2 separate regions of the Hordeum vulgare genome follow, and region 1 is linked to region 2. A link is a contact called in public Hi-C data. All regions are on one chromosome and are shown on one strand. The core of a region is the stretch at or near the end of the contact, and the rest is flanking DNA. Distances in the headings are between cores, read along the strand shown. Region 1 holds the start of LOC123445057 (dual specificity tyrosine-phosphorylation-regulated kinase mbk-1-like). Region 2 holds the start of LOC123445042 (selT-like protein).

Evidence for each region. A called contact is a pair of places that touch in the nucleus more often than the background predicts.
Region 1: a contact with region 2 is called in a Hi-C map of seedling, with 4 times the contacts expected there. The contact joins the promoter of LOC123445057 here to the promoter of LOC123445042 in region 2. A contact is called at or near these places in 4 of 6 Hi-C or Micro-C datasets (leaf and seedling).

Annotation. Positions count from the first base shown.
Region 1 is chr1H:458,486,418-458,491,630 of MorexV3_pseudomolecules_assembly, reverse strand. It overlaps LOC123445057 (dual specificity tyrosine-phosphorylation-regulated kinase mbk-1-like), which reads right to left and starts at 3,536. Exons shown (of 8, transcript XM_045121986.1): 1 at 3,126-3,536; 2 at 2,303-2,887; 3 at 1,638-1,938; 4 at 1,267-1,546; 5 at 826-933; 6 at 228-506. The coding sequence starts at 3,390.
Region 2 is chr1H:458,349,883-458,355,040 of MorexV3_pseudomolecules_assembly, reverse strand. LOC123445042 (selT-like protein) reads left to right here and starts at 3,667. Exons shown (of 4, transcript XM_045121960.1): 1 at 3,667-3,959; 2 at 4,077-4,150. The coding sequence starts at 3,732.

The DNA.
Region 1 (5,213 bases), core at 2,287-4,786, 140 kb before region 2:
AGGGCGGAAGAGCTATAGCATTCAAGCATGTTGCAGACTTGCAGTCTTCTTGGAATGAAGTGAGTGGTTAAACAAGCACCAAACACTAGCCCCAACAGGACATTTCTTTTTCGAGATTGAACTGGACCAATATTCATTTAGTTGTAGATAAAATGTATATCGATGTGCCTCACAGATGTCATATAAACCAAACAGATGGAAATTTATAAGTCGACTGGTAAACTTACTTCACCAGAGTACAGTTCAGCGAATATACATCCAAGAGACCAAATGTCAATCCTCTGATCATATGGAAGACCCAAAATAATCTCAGGAGCACGGTAAGAACGTGACTGGACGTATAGGCTTAAGTTATCTGTCAAGAAGCAACTGCTTCCAAGATCAATAACCTTGACTTCACATCTGCTGTAGCTCTTCATAAGGATGTTCTCTGGTTTCAGGTCACAATGAACTATATTTAAATCATGCAAATACACCAAAGCTTCTAGGCACTGTCGAGCTATAGCCTGAAAATGAAGGGAAGATCTCCTGTTTCAGTAGGTATTTTTATATTTTCAAGAAATAACTAATTATACTTAAAGTACATTCCAGACTTCCCAGAAATATCACACAGAGAAAAGTGGAACAAAAGGACCGAAACATAAATATCTTCCTTTAAAGCTACAGTATACAAGGTCAGCTGTAAATGCTTTGATATGGTGCCACTAATTGCAAGTGATTACATCATTAATAAAATCAGAAGATGTGCAAAAAGGTTACAGAGAGCGCTTTGGTAGAAGAACAGACAGAGATGCTCTCAGAAAAAAGGAAGTAATAATCAGGTACCTGTATTCTGGGCAATGAAAAGTAGACCTCATCACTGGACTCCTGGTTATACTTTTGAAATTCATATAGATTTGCCCGTAGTAATTCGGTGACAATGAAAAGATGTTCCTGTTGATTGTTTCAGCTGTCAGCATTATACGACATCAAAAATGAAATAAAAATGCCAGGATTAATATTTAACAGGCCAATAACTGAATCACACATCTTGCATAAAAAGAACAGCTCATACTGAAACAGGAGACTTCAGGAAAGGTATAGTGGAAGAATATGATCACAGTGAACTATATCTAAATCATGCAAATACACCAAAGCTTCTAAGCACTGTGGAGCTAAGACTTGGAAGCATATATCGCTTTTTTTTAAGCAATTTGACTCTTCATTGTAAGGTATGGTGTAAAAAGCAAGCCAACGATTTGTATCTCCATGAGGCCATATCAATACCTGATAGTAGAAAAAATCATAAAGGCGCAATATATGATGTGCATCTGCCGGATCATGTTTATTTACAAACTTAAGGAGCTTTATCTCATCCAAACTCTGGTCAAAGAAATCCTTGTCGTTTTTAATTATTTTAAGGCAGACATCCATTCCCGTGCGAAGATCATGTGCCTGTACGACCCTGCTGAATGCAGCGGAACCAAGATATTCAGTGATGCGATATCTTCCGGCAACAACTGAATCTACCACAATAGGGAAATCTTTGTTTTCCTCAAAACCAGTCCTGCAGGAAAAGCCTATCACATGAGCATAGGAGTATATTCAAATAATTATTTGGCAGCAGAAATAAATAGAAAAGGAATTGGATAGTAAACCTGTTCTTCCGGTGGAAAACCCTCAGCTCAAATTCCTCATATTCTTGATGAAAAATATCGCTTGCAAGATCCATATCCGTTTTCGGACCTTCGGCAGTTTTATGAGTAGTATTTTGAACATTTGTATCTGCTGGCCCGAAGTCTTCCATCTCATAAATATCTTCAGGATTACCAATCTCAGGAAAAGGATGCACGCTGTAACTATTCTTTAGAAATTCTTTGTCATCGACAATTTTGTCATCTGTTATAATGTCAATATCTAGTCCATCATTTACTCTGAAGTCATGGTCAAACTTATGGTCTGAAAAAGATAAATAAAATCAGAATGGAACCAACCAGTCCACAAGCAAAAATAAATAAATCCACTTCATATGAGTAATGAATTTTGGCATTACAAAGGTACGCAAATCAGGATCAACCAGAAAAACTACACCAGATTAACCAGCAAAATTACATCATAATTCAAGTTTGTTTTGGGTTCATAATTCAAGCACATACTACTGTTCCAGAATTTCGACAGTCAGGTGCTAGTACAAAACATAATCTCTTCAGAAAACAATCCAAATACAACGACACCGAGTGAATCCTTTTAAGCCTGTTATAAACAATTCTGTGAAACGTGCCAAATGATCCTGAGGAATATGAAAGGGGGCAGAAGCACTTACTGTTAGCAGCATCCGTGTTTTCAGACAAGTACGGACTGAGCATCTGAAGCTCCTTCTCCAGCGCACTTAGATCAAAATCCTGGTTATCTCCACTCCTGGAATCAACTAATGGACCGACCTTGTGCGTGGCATCGTCATTGGCATTGCGCCTGAACTGAAGCGCGTCCGCGCCGCACTCATCCAGCACCTCCGTCAGGTCATCCATGATCTGATACCTGCCGTACACAGCAGACCAAGAATCCTTCACGGACTCCCGACCATTCCTATGCTCCGTTTCCCCGTGGCAGCAGCTGCAGGGCGGTGACGTATACACCTCGGCGCACCCACCAGTCTCTGCACTGCCCTTTCTGTGCAAGTGGAGCCGGCTGCTGTCGGCGACGTCGTGGCCAACAATGAACTTGTCCTCCTCGTCGCCGTCGCCGCTATTACCGCTGATCTCCGGCTCGCGGTGGAACAGGAGGTCGTCGTAGAGCCAGTTCTCGCCGAAGAAGAGGTCGGTGGTGTCGTACTCGCGCGCCGTGCCGAACTCCGACGCCTCCGACGGCGCGCGCGTCGGCGACCATGCCCCGTACGGATTCAGCAGGCCTGATCTCCAAGCAAAACAGACAAACCGAAACAGAAGCGACAAAACTCGGATCAGAACTCGAGCAAAGGCACAGACGCGAGGTTGAAGCATGCGTCTCCCAGACCCAGTGGCGCGCGGAGATCGAGATTCGCAGCATCGGTCAATCACACGCCCCGCTCTCGGGAGGCCGCGCGCGCCGAGGACTAGGGGTGTTCAACGCATTGGGGTGGGTGTGCGACGCAGGCACGCAGGCAGTACCTGATGGCGTGGAGGTCGTGCTGAGGAAGGCGTCGGAGGAGGAGGAGGAGCTGGAGCCAGGGCTGGCGAGCGCGCGGCCGGCCCCGTCGGAGGCGGAGTAGGAGGCGCCGAGCCGCAGCGGCGGGAGCCGGGGGTCGTCGGAGTCGGTGGATTCGTCGCCTCCCCTCCCCGCGAGGACGCCGTTCCGGAGCGCGAGGCCGTGGGCGGCGTCGGCGGGGAACCCCAGCCCCGCGACGCCGAGGGCCTCCTCCGCGCCACGCGCCATGGCCAGAGAACCCACTCCCTCCCTCACACGTGCGCCCGCCGCTGACCCCGCGCCGCCGCCAGCACCACCATTTGAAGCCAAGCGAAGCGAGGCGAGGCGAGAGCCGGTTCCGCGGCACGCGACGAGAGCGAAGCAAAGCACTGGCAGGAGCGAGGGGAGGCCGCACGGGATCCAACCAACCAACTCGGCCGCACACACGACAGCGCCTCCTCAGGGGGGGCGGGCCCCGGGCCGGGCCGCTGACGGGTGGGGCCCGCGGGCCAGCGTGTCGATGTCGGCGTCGGCCCGGGCGCCGCTGTCGACGATGGGCGCCGCGGTGGGTGGCGCTGCACCCCGCGATCCGACGTGGAGGGCGCGGGTGCCGTCATTATTGTCAGTCGCTGTTGCGCTGGACGCCCCCCGCCCCCGCCCCGCCCCCCTCCGCCGATCCGGATCCTCTGCGCTCCTCCTTCGCTCGTGACGGACACGGCGGATCGGCCGATCTACCAGCGTCCAGCGGCAACGACGTCAGATCTGCCTGCCTGCCGTGGTAGGGCCGGCAGGTCGGCCTTCCTTCATTCCCTTCGCGCTACCCTTTCCCGAACCCCGCGGCCCCACCGTCGGAACCGCACCTGCTCCGGCTTTAGCGAGCAGCCGAGAGCATAATTGCGTTGCGTCCTCGCCGGGCTGTGCGATGGTATGGTAGTACCACGCCGGAGCGGCGGCCGTGCGATCGTGCACTGGCTGGTCGCTGAACGAATGGATCAATGAACGATGCTGCTGCTGCATAATTGCGCGCGATTTTTCTCTTCGGTTTGGTGGACGAGCGTTACGGGCTAGCTAGCCCCTAGTGGGGGCGCGTGGGTTTTGTGCGATGGAAGGAATGGAAGGGCTACAGTAGAGGGCAGCGCAAATGCAAAACCTGATGAATGTTTGTTTACCACCTGATGAAACATCCCCGTCAAAAAAAATACCACCTGGAAAACATGGCAGGTGCGTCTTTTTTTACTCTCGTCTGGTTAGGCGTACCGTCCAGTAAAAACGACGTCGCACTGGAGACTTTCGTTGTCATGGTAGTAGTTCGGGGACGGGCTATCTATTTAAATATCATGGCATTTTTTACTATTTCCTCATTTCTTAAATATAAGTCTTTATACAGGTTCACTAAAAGACTACATATAGATGCATGTAGATATGTTTTAGAGTGTAGATTCATTCATTTTGCTCCGTACATGGTCCATTAATGAAATTTCTAAAATAACTTATATTTATAAACGGAGAGAGTAATATACAATGGTATTGTTTTCAATATGCTTTTGTTTTACCTATCATGCTTACCGCGCGATTCGTTTATTGTACTAATCAGGCCATTTTTAACTTTCTTTTCCATGCGCATAAGAAATGAATGTGCAATGTGTTTTGTTCAAGCCAAATTAAATAATACTATTCAGTTAATACGCTTAGGGTTTCCTTCCTCTGAGGCGATCCGATCGTCCCAGAGTCCTACCTCTCGGAGTCTGGCCAGATCGACGTCCCTCGCTGGTCCTGGCAGCACACCAATAAGTGTGGAGATTGGCGAAGACGATCCACGTATCAAGGAAAGTGATAGGTGGCTAGCCCTTTCTAGGGTTCACACTGATAAGAACTTCTCTTAAGCTGCCTTCTACAAGGATATGATGGCGACATGGAACCCAGCGCAAAGGGTGAAATTCCGGCCAGATTCGGTGTCCATGCATCATGCTTGGATGATTGGGAACGCATAATGCTGCAAGGCCCATGGTTGTTTCGTAACATGGCGGTGCTACTATGCTCGTATGGTGGTTTTAGCAAAGCAGAGGATGTCG
Region 2 (5,158 bases), core at 2,418-4,917:
CTGCACGACGGCAACGGGAATTGGGTTGGTTGTAGGTGCTAGAACCCTAGGTTGGTTTTGGTGGGAGAGAACGACATGATGGAAAGGCAGGGAAAACATCGGGAAGGGGCGGCGAACATGGACAACAAACTCGGGAGCGACAGGGGAGGGGGAGGGGAGCGATCGTGGGCAATAAAATTGAGAAATAACCGGATGAACGTGTGTAACCGATAAAAAACGGAGTAAAATTAGAAAAGAAAATCGGTGTAGTCTAGGATCGATGGTTGACTTAGTTCCATTGATCGACGATGGAGGGTACGAAGCGAAGAAACGACCTATCAAGTGCTCCATTACGAATAGAGAGATTAGGAGTAGAGATTTGGCGAGATAAGGAAAGACATGTAAAAAAATTATATTATGAAAATTGTGATTGTGATTCCATAACATAGACAATGATAGAAAATAAATGTCGTAATGTGTGGGATTTAATATTTATTATTGTTAACTATTTGATTTATTTTGAATGGTTATTAAGAAAAGAATTCGGTCTATATTTTAGGAAGGTGATCTCACGTATATGGGCGGTTTTTAAATTCTCAATTATCTTACATGATTTAATTGAATGGACACCTGCCAAAGCAAGAACACAAAAATGGAAGGAGAATCATACAAATTGATTTGACTTTTAGTGGAAGGGAACAAATCAAGTGTGGGATGATGGTGGGAGGTGAGAGGGAAATAAACCAGTGGGACAGGGTGGTGAGAGATGAGACAAAAAAACAATTGATGATGAGAGGAGAGACGAAAAAAGACCGGTAAACATCGGCTACAAACTGCCTAATTAGAAATAGAGACATTTTTGTACATTCACACCTTGTCATGACCATGTGCAAAGGATCTTCAATCTTGATTTTCAATGTCCATCAGCTGCTACCAGAATTTGTCAAAGCATTAACTAGACTTTGCTTTCTTGGTTGGGCCTAACCGCGAAAGGTGCACTTAAGTATCGGCGACTTGCGTCCTTGTGTTTATTGTGCATATTTGCCATTTCCAAAAATAAATCAATCAATAGTGGGCTTTTGGAGTTCATTTTCTGAAAAAAAAATTGAAGTTTAAAAAAAGTGTGGAAAAAATAGACATGAACATATAGTTGTATACTTCATTTATGTAAAATTTCATTATGAAATGCACTTTGGTATGGGCCGCACAAAAAGAAATTATGTACTTTATATAGTGAATAGTGCATCTGCTAGAAATGTATTTTTTTAGCTTTCATGTATTTCGTCATGAAAGATTGCAGAGATGTAGCATACATAGTTAGGTTCATGTGTATTTTTTCAAGAATAAATAAATGACTTTTCATTTTTTCCCCTTAAAAAAACTGAGTTTCATGTAGGTCGAGCTGCAGCAGGCATTTCGGGTGGTGAGACTGTAGAATTCTTCATGAATGCTTTTATCTGACCCCACCTCCTTGAGAAGTACGCGTCTCAAATATGAAATGTTATCTGTAAACGGGTTCATTGTACAGCAAGAGGACAAGAAGACAAAGGTGACAAGACCAACGCCAAGCCTAGCACTGCAGTGCGGTCGCGGCCGGTTCTGGCTTGCCCGCCTGCACCTACAATATTCCTCCGAAAACGGACGATTCCGTGCTGGCCGAGCCGAATAAAACGTCCACGCGTCCGGACCCTTTTTTTCTTTTGCCGCGTATTTCATGCAGGATCAATCGTAATTCTCGTGAAAACCGCGGGGACCGTGGCGAGATCAGACCACGTAGTACGCGTCCGCGTCCCATTCAGTATGCCAGCCTCCCTCTCCCTCTCTCTCGGCGATGGACGTTCAGTGCGTGCGTGTAGGATGCACCGAGCACGCACGGTCATGGATGGAGCCACCTGCCGGCCCCGGCTCGCGCCTCCTCTTTTGCGAGCGGTTGCACGCCATCATGCGTGCTCCTTCCTTGCGAGCGACACGATCGGCGAAAGCAAAAAAGACAACACGACAATCATTTCACGGGGAGCGCGCGGACGACGAGACGAGACGGCGGAACGGCCGAAATGCTGGCCCGACGAGACGCGCGCCCATGCACCACAGGTACCACGTAAGAGCAAGTACAATAGAGCTGAGTCAGCTCGCTATACCATTGTACTTGCTCTAAGCTACACCTTCATGCTACCTTTGGACGGGCATTAACAATGTCTTCGATTGGGTGAAAGCATTTTATGGTCAAAAACCATAACAACCGTCCGTAGCAATGTTAGTCATTTGAAAGATTTGAAATAGACGGAACACGGGGTCTTCAACAACAAATTCGCGACTAGGGGATTTATCTTTAATCGGATTCGTCGAGAGGCTCGTGTTTGGGTTAAGACGGATGATAGACGTTTGAGTAACTTGATGTCGGGAGAGTAGGTTCTTTGTCTTCGATGTGATGGCCTTAGGGTTTGTAAGAAGCATAAACTCTCTCTTAATTAATGAAACGTGGCAAAGCTTTTGCCTTTTTTTCCAAAAAAGAAAGAAAGAAAGAGCTGCACCTGACGTGCCCAGCTGCTCATGGACGGCCCGCACATCGAGCAGCCCTCTAAACTTACGTGCGGTGTGGTGTGCCCTGGTGCACTCAACCATTCAAAACCTCTGCAAGCTCTACGGGCCGGGTTTGAACCAGAGCTACAGAGGACCGCTGAGCTAGCTGAACACGGGCCTCGCCTGTCATTGCTCGACCGGAGCGGGCTGGTGCATTCGTCGTATGCCCGCCCGTACACGTTGTTTCGGCAGAGAACAAGGCAGGCAGGCACGCGCGCCATTTTTGCTGCTGTTCAAGTGACGCGCGCTAACCCGTCGAACCGCTGCTAGCTACCTATATACCCACGTAAAACCTGTGGCGTGGACAACTTCGGAGCAATTCGAGCATACTATATATATCATCATCACGTAAAGTAAAAAACACCAAGGCGAGAGCTCGGTTTCCTAAGCCTGACTGTCGCGATTCCGCAGTTTGTTAGGCGAACACACAGCTTGGAGGCTGGAGCCTTGTGAGTAGTACTCCTACAACTCTTGCCCTGCCGGTAAAGACTTTGGTGAGCTTCCAACCCAAGATTCCAGAGGTGGTTTACCAAACCGATCCGGGCCAAACTTTGATCGACAGACATTGACCCCGAGAAAGCTCAGCCTGTCTGCCTGCCTGCTCATCATGGGACGTTTCCCTTACGCTGCAAGGCTGCTTAGTACTAGCTGATGACGGTGTCTCTTTCCGTAGAGAGGTCCACAAGATTTTTTCTGTTTTGTTTTCCGGCGAGAGTGAGCTGCAGCTCAACTCGAGTAGCTCTCGAGTGTCGCAGAGTTGGACGGATCGGACCGATGGTCCCAAACTCCCAACGCAGCACGTTTCGTGTAGGGGGAAAAACAATTCCCCGCAAAAAAAAAAAAATAGAACGTACGTGGGCTGTCACGGGCTAGCGAAACCCAGAAGGCCGACGGCATCCAATCCATCTAGCCCCCGAGCCCACACCCTCCGCCACCCCCAAAGATTCGAGGCCTGCCTGAGAGAGAGAAAAAGGAAAGCCCAAAGAATCGCGGCCTTTTCCACGCAGGATGTTAGAACTCTACTGACACCACTGGCCCGCATCGCCGGAGCCCACCTGGCAGCGTGACGAAGAAAGGTGGTTCGTCGCCGTCGTCCTCAGCACCGGCTCCGCCTCTTTTCGTCTCACGAAAAAGAAAAGGAACGGAGGAGAGTGGGTGACCGGAAGGAAGCGATGGCGATGGACCGCGTGCAGCTCCTCCTCGTCGGCCTCCCCGCGCTGCTCTTCATCTCCGACCTCTCCCACATCTTCGCGCCGCCGCCTCCCCACCTCCGCCACCCTCATGGCCAACCCCCGCACCACCCCCACCCTCATCCGCCCCATCACCCCCACCCGCATCCGCCCCACCACCCCCACCCGCCGCACCACCATCACCCGGACCCCGCTGCCGCTGCCATACTGGTAGGTCGTAAACCCTAGCCCGGATTTCCTTTTCCCCTTGTCGTAAGACCCTAGCCCGGAATTCTGTCGCTCCGATCTGGGCCGCAGAGCTGACGTGTTGTTTTGGTGATACCCCAGAAGCCCAATCTGGACGGAGGAGCTGGATTCGGCACGACTGTGGAGCTGCAATTCTGCGCCTCCTGCTCGTACAAGTGAGTCTACGCGGACCGGTGGTTGGTTGGTTGCTTGCTTGCTCGCTCAATTGGTGTTGTTAGTTTGCGTGTGTGGATCAACTGGACATATGCGTAGAATAGCGGATACTGAGTTTTTGGAATTGTTGTGTGCTTGCCTTAGTTGACCATACACCAATAGACGGACCGATTTACCATGTAAAATGGTTTAGGAGGTGGTTTATTTGGTACTCCAGTAAAACCGACCAGTGTCATTGGTGGTTGTTAAATAGTAGGAGTACTAGCAATTGTTAATGCCGAATGCTTAATACAGTTGTAATAAACTAGTAGTGGGGAACTGGTGCAGTTATTGTCAATGGAAACGTTAATGCTCTGGTGACAGTGTTACTGCTTTGTTGAACATTTAAAGTCAGACACTGTTATGTAGTACATGGATCAAGTAAGAGCTTCTATTGGAATAAATATGGAATTTTATTTAAATATGAAAGAGATTGGATTAGAATTAGAGGTCGAATTAGTATCCTTTGGTCATTACTCAGGGATCAAGCAAGTGCTCCTATATAAGGGCTGATTTAAGAATATAGTTTGACGTATGGAGTATTGGAGTACTCGTGAGATCCTTTTCACTCTTCGACAACGAAAGCCATGAGGACCTCAAAACTGTGTTGTAGGGATGCCTCCCAATCTTGCTTCTAGAGTACATAGATAATGGTGGAATAGGAACTATATTCCGGATGTGGTTTGAGCAGACCGATATGTAGGTTACTGGTGAGGAGATAATTGTATGTCTTTCTGATGTCAAGAAGTAAAACAAGGGAAAACTCGTAAACAACAATGTGATGGTTCTTGTGAGTTTATATTTTATCAATCTCTCATCTCCCTGGGTTATCCTCCTGAGTCCCAACCTATGCTCTAGTCCCCAATCTCCTACATGTAATTACACAGTTTATTCCAAACTATCATATTTGTTCTATTTGGTTTCGCTGGCTTGGTTATAAAGCTAACAGTGTACAGGGATAGGGAAGATGT